2 separate regions of the Rattus norvegicus genome follow, and region 1 is linked to region 2. Evidence: chromatin contacts called from public Hi-C data. All regions are on one chromosome and are shown on one strand. Each heading gives the region's core, a stretch centred on a gene start, on an enhancer-like site or on the middle of the called end of the contact. The rest is flanking DNA. Distances are from core to core; before and after follow the strand shown.

Region 1 (2,815 bases), core at 10-2,509, 72 kb before region 2:
CTCTGTACTGCCATGGCCTGTGTGTTCTCACAAAGAGGGCTCTCTGAGCTCACAGTATCTGAGAACTCATCTAGGTGAAGAGTTTCATCTTCAGACAGGAGGACCCTGGGGCCGTACCTCTCCACACCTCACCTCCCTTTACAACTCTAATGCATGATCTTTGCAGGGACGACCCAGAAGGCAGCCCAGCCTCTTCCCAGTTTCCCTCTCATGGAGGGCTGGACTAATCCTTTGTCAAGTGGCCGAGGCTACTAGCTCTTCCCCCTTCAGCTCCTCTCATTGACTCAGAGAAAAGCCCATGACACACGAAGGGCCAGGGAGGTACATGGAGACTTGTGGCTTTAGGGAAGGGCAGAGACTTTTCCCCACTGGGTTAAGCTGTCATCGTACAGTGGGAGCAAGAGATGCTCTAGGAATGATCCCGAGAGGAAACAAAGAGGAGCCAAGGATTCTGACAGTTGGGCTCTGGTGACTTCATTATAGCTGTTCCTAAAGCTATTAAGAGATGGATGCTTAATTCCCTTCCTCTAAAGCCATTCACTCTGGTTTCCTGTCGCGTGTAACCAATATTCCTGATGGACAGGATTCTTTGACATTTCTTAAACTTTAAAATGTGTATTAGGCGTCTCAGCCGGAAAGGGGTGGCTAACAACAGCACTCCAGGCACTCGTCTGTCCAGGAGAAGGAAGAGGGGGGTCAGATACCACTCAACCTTGATGCATAGGGGACTCCAAGAGAAGAGTCACCAAAGGGGCTGAGGTGATGGCTCAGTGGATATGGTGTGTGCAGTGCAAGCCTGAGGACCTGAGTTCAGATTCCCAGAAGCCATGGACAGTTCAGGCGTGGGAGCCCTGTGCGGGGTGGTGGTACAGGGAAAGAGGAACCCCCTTCCCCAGTTTGTTGGCTAGCCAGCCTAGCCAATCAGTGAGCTCTGGGTTCAGCAAGCGGTCCTGTTTCCAAAAAGAATAAAAAATTGGAGAGATGATTGAGAAAGATACCCAACACCAATTTCTGGCCTCCACACGCATGAGCACACACACGCACCTTCCCCCAAGAGTCACTCCATTATCCAGTGTCTCTCTTCACATTCCCTGCATCTTTAAGACAGAGTGCCTGTATGACTTCGCATGGTTTCAATTAGCCTTCCCCTGAAGAAACCGCTGGAGAAATTGAAGCCGCATTGGAATGTGGTGACGCTGTGGCTCGAGAAGTTTCCAGGCTGAGCTGGCTGACCTTCAGAGATAGTTATGACGGAAACTCTGGCTCTACTCAAAGCTCAAAGGCAGTGCTGGTGTTGGGTCCGCCGAGGCTGTGGACACGGAGATGAAGCCTCCCGGGTCACAGGGAGACTGTCCGTGGTGCTGCCCTTGGCCGTGGTGTACAATGGAGTTTGGATACAATGTTGAGTTAGAGCAGTGGCTCTCAACCTTCCCAATGCGGCTTAATACATAGTAACACTTTAATATTGTGGTGACCCTCTCTCAACCATAAAATTGTTTCGATGTTGTGTCACCACTGTAACGTTGCTTCTGTTATGAATTTTAATGTATACATTTTAATTTTAATGTATATATTTGCCTTTTCTGATGGTTTTAGGTAACCTCTGTGAAAGCGGGCAAAGGGGATCACAGCCCACTGTGTGAGAAACTCTGAGTTAAAGTGCAGATTCCCACCAGCCACCAGGGTCCTTAAGTCAGCAGGGGAAGGTGACACATGCTCGGGGCAGTACTGGGTGCCAGGCCATGTCCCTCTGTCCTGCTAATCTGTTTTTCCAAGTCTCCTGGACTAACAGCTGTCTCTTGGGCTCCGCATTCACTGTATGTGGTATTTCCCTTGCAGTGCCCTTTCTGTTCACGTTCTTATTTAAGGCAATTTTTGATGAACACTCTTCTTGCTTATTGACCAGAGTCTCTGACCCTGGGTCAAAGCAGAAAATTGGATTTCTGAGAACTGTCAGAGACCATGAGTGCCAAGACCGTCCTAGTGAGCGCAGACTCGGTGCTCAAGGGCAGTGGCAGGCGTCAGGACGTGGCCTGTTAGCAGCGCTGGTGCTCGTTGGAAGCCAGGCACTGAGCCAAGCACACAAGCTAGACAGTTCACAGAGCATCTATCCTAAAAGCATCTGTGAGATGAACCAAGAGAAGGACTAAGGTGCCATGTATGAAAGCCTACGTGCCAAAGAAAGACACACATAGTAGGACTTTTCAGACTTTGCTTCAGAAGTTCAAATAGGTGGACACGACTCCGTGCATGAGCCAGGATCGGTTAGTATATGTTGCAGAAAGAGAGATTCCCCCAGTCCTGAAGACTGACCATGAGTGACACTTTTCTCTTATCACTGCTGTGTTCCCATCCCTGAGACACAGGCGTCTCTGTGCACTGTTCACTCGGGTTGGGGACCTGGCTGCCTCTTGACACGCGTTTCAAGAAAGTCACCTAGGCTTTCTGGCTGCTGGCTCTGACTGGCCGTTGACCTGCTCACAGGGCATAGGCAAAAACAACCTCATAGTAGCTGCCCCAGCCTAAAGAGTGGTGAGGACACACACGCACTTTTCCTAAAGGTAGCAAGGGGACCAGGGATACTGAGCTAACGTCACCTGCGGCTGGATGCTCCCCAACAATGTGCAGTGTTGCTTAGTGCTGAGACAGCAGCTCATGCAGCAGAGCTGAGGGGGAGATGAGAGGCAACTCGTGATTGTGGCTCAGCATGGGGGAGCCTGGGAAGTCTGGGTCAACCCCCATCCATATGAGTTTCCAATAAAGCATATGTTGTAACACTAAGATGTTCAGTGAATAGTGAGCCTGAGCAGAAATC
Region 2 (2,706 bases), core at 163-2,662:
GGGCTCTCTGCTGACCCCAGATGGGATTAGTATTTCAAAGCGCATTAGTGACATTCCCTGTTTCACAGCTCCTGACAAGAAGCCGTTTAAGGGACATTATTCTGGGTTACAGGTTGAGAGGATGATTCCACTGACACAGGAAAGGCATGGGAGCAGACAGGGAACCGAAGGCTGGCTGGTTACATTGTATCAGGAAGCAGAGACGTGGAGCCGGGCTATAAAACCTCAAGGATCCACCCCTCCGAGACTCCACTTCCCAACAGCTCTAACCTTCCTAAACTGTACCACCAGTCGGGGGCCCAGCAGTTAAACCCATAGCCAATGGGGCACATTTCATGTTCAAATTCCAATATCACCAATAAGAATCTGTTGACTCTTCATGAGCAGAGATGAAATTAGTGGCTCCTCCCATCTGGGAAGAACCCAGGCTGCAAACCCTGCTGGTGATTTCAGAGCTGTGGAAAGCAAGGGGTGGAGGAAGGGAGTGAGACAGGAAGAGAAGGAGCGGGAAGGAGGAGGGAAGGGGACAGCTAGACAGAGACACAGAACATCCCCCAGACCAAAATGACCTGGGCCATCAGACTACCCCAAATGTCACCTGAGAGTCATTCATCCCAGAGGACAGGAGGGGAGTGTAGGTCTGGGAGTTTTTTAATCATATGGGTTTTTGGACAGATCCTTCTAGGTCTGAAGCTCTTAGCAAGCCATCAGCTCAAGGCTGAGCCAGCGTAGGGATTTCCCAAGAGACCTTCTGTGGGTGGTTCGGGGTGGTCTCCAGACACACAGTTGCCAGGCTCTGTCAGCAGAGCGAAGGGTTGGGCAATGATGTCCTAGCTGGCGTCTCTCTGCATGTGGGTTGTTGTAAAGCTGATGGGAGGAGACATGGGGGAGGGGAACAGCTTTGCCCCTGGAATGGGGGCTGATGCTGGGAACTTGCTGGCCTTAGGGACCTGCTGCTTCTGGGGTTTTAGAGGGCCTGTTTGAAAGCTGATAGACAGGTTAGTGTGAGGGGGATCCTGTGGCACTCAGCCCTCACAAACCCTTAAAGAAAAAGGGAGGAGCCCTTCTGAGGGATGGAGATCCTCCATCTTCGTGGCCAAGTGCCCCAGCAGCTGGGGGACTCTGAGCCTCCGTCCTGGCTGTTCCCTTCTCCTGGGTCTCTCTTCCCTGTACTCTCATCTGGCTCCTTTTCCTCATTCAGGTCCCTTCTCATGTGTCAACTGCTCACAACTGCTTTTCTTCTTGTCCCCTCATCCTCATCATTCTCTAACCTGTGGTCTCTGTCTCCTCGGCTGGGAGTCACCGTCAGCTGTTGATGTCTGAGCATCCAACGCCCTAGAGAAGGGACTGTGCGCTGCCTGCTCAGGCTTGGCTCTCAGAAGGCCTGGGTTTTGCTGACTAAATGAATAGACTCCTACTCTCTGAGTCATCTCTGCTCTCGCCCGGTTGGCTTTGTTTCCTGTTCAAGCCACATGGAGGTCATTACTCTTCCTCTCACCCAGGACAGAGCCACGGGGCCTTCCTGCTGGAAGCGGAGCTGGCAGGCTTAAACAATGGCAGGTGGAGCGGAGCAGAACCCAAAAGCTGCACCTGTGACGCCCACTGCTATCGAGGCAGCCACGCGGCTGTCTGTCGGTGCTCTGGGTGTGCTGGTCGGCTGGGGCCCCTGTAGCTGGGAGGGCGCCTTGGTCTTTCACGTGCCTAGCAGATTTGCTTAAAATGTGTGCATTCTATCAAAAGCCGGTCAAAAACTAAAGCTCGGAGGCCTCTGCCCTTGGAGGACGCCTAGTTGGCAGGTCTCCATGGAGACCACAAAAGCACATCTGGTCCCTCCCGCTTCCTGGGGAGAGCCATTGGCTTTGACTCCACAATGCCAGGCCTCGTGTCTCTTGGGTGGGCACAGTGAACTGTACTCAGGAGACCCAGAGGCCCTGGATGATGTGTGTATGGCATGGGGTCTGGTAGTCTGGCAGTTGGAGCCCAGGATTACTGTCACCTGACTTAGCAGCTGCTAGAACATTCTGGGGATGTGAACCCTCACCAGCATTGAATGCTAGAGACCTCAGTGGCCCGATCCTAATTTCTCCTCCCACTCCTGCAGCTCTTGTTCTGCCCCCACCTCCCTCTGCTTTTCCTTGCTTTCTAGAACTGCATCCTCCCTCACCTCCCCCCCTCCTGTGTCCTTCAGTCTGTCCCACTCTGCCCCCTCCAGTTTCCCTGTGTGTACCTTGCTTCTGCTCCCGTCTTGAACCCACATATGAACACACAGACAAGTCAGCATGTCGAGGCCTGTAGACGATGCTATCAGGAGCTGCTGAATTTGTGCAGGCTGCACCCTGGCATGACTGCTGGATCGGTTTTGGCCCTGGCTTTGCACTGCCCAGGTCCATGCTCCTTCACACGCAGCCTTTCTCTGCTCGGCCACTCTGTTTCCCGGCTGGGCCTTGTGTCCTCACTCACTCTACATGGTGGGCAGAGGCTGAGCCCGCAGGAGGAAACTCCTCTTCATACTACAGGAGCCCTGTGGGCAGAGAGGGACCTGCCTAGCTTTGCGTGTGTTTTAGCCTCATTTCTTTGTATATATAAAGAAATATTGTCTAAACACTGGATCCTGGATCGCGTGAGCATGGAAAGTAACTGGTAGGAAGAAAGAAAAAGAAAAAGACAGGTGAGCGTTCTTTGCAAATCGGAGCAGAATAAACTCTG

What was found. Hi-C and Micro-C count contacts between places; a contact is called where the count stands out from the background.
Region 1: a contact with region 2 is called in a Hi-C map of Schwann cells, with 1.8 times the contacts expected there. The contact joins two enhancer-like sites. A contact is called at or near these places in 4 of 12 Hi-C or Micro-C datasets (Schwann cells, hepatocytes, kidney and 1 more).

Annotation. Positions count from the first base shown.
Region 1 is chr3:175,589,090-175,591,904 of GRCr8, reverse strand. No RefSeq gene overlaps it. Among named protein-coding and RNA genes, the nearest start is that of Sulf2, 270 kb to the right of the region's middle. Within about 2 kb of position 1,259, at least 13 of the 93 cell types and tissues checked have an H3K27ac peak or open chromatin away from gene starts, as enhancers often do. A contact at or near this core is called in Schwann cells, where this site is marked.
Region 2 is chr3:175,517,202-175,519,907 of GRCr8, reverse strand. No RefSeq gene overlaps it. Among named protein-coding and RNA genes, the nearest start is that of Sulf2, 190 kb to the right of the region's middle. Within about 2 kb of position 1,412, at least 16 of the 93 cell types and tissues checked have an H3K27ac peak or open chromatin away from gene starts, as enhancers often do. A contact at or near this core is called in Schwann cells, where this site is marked.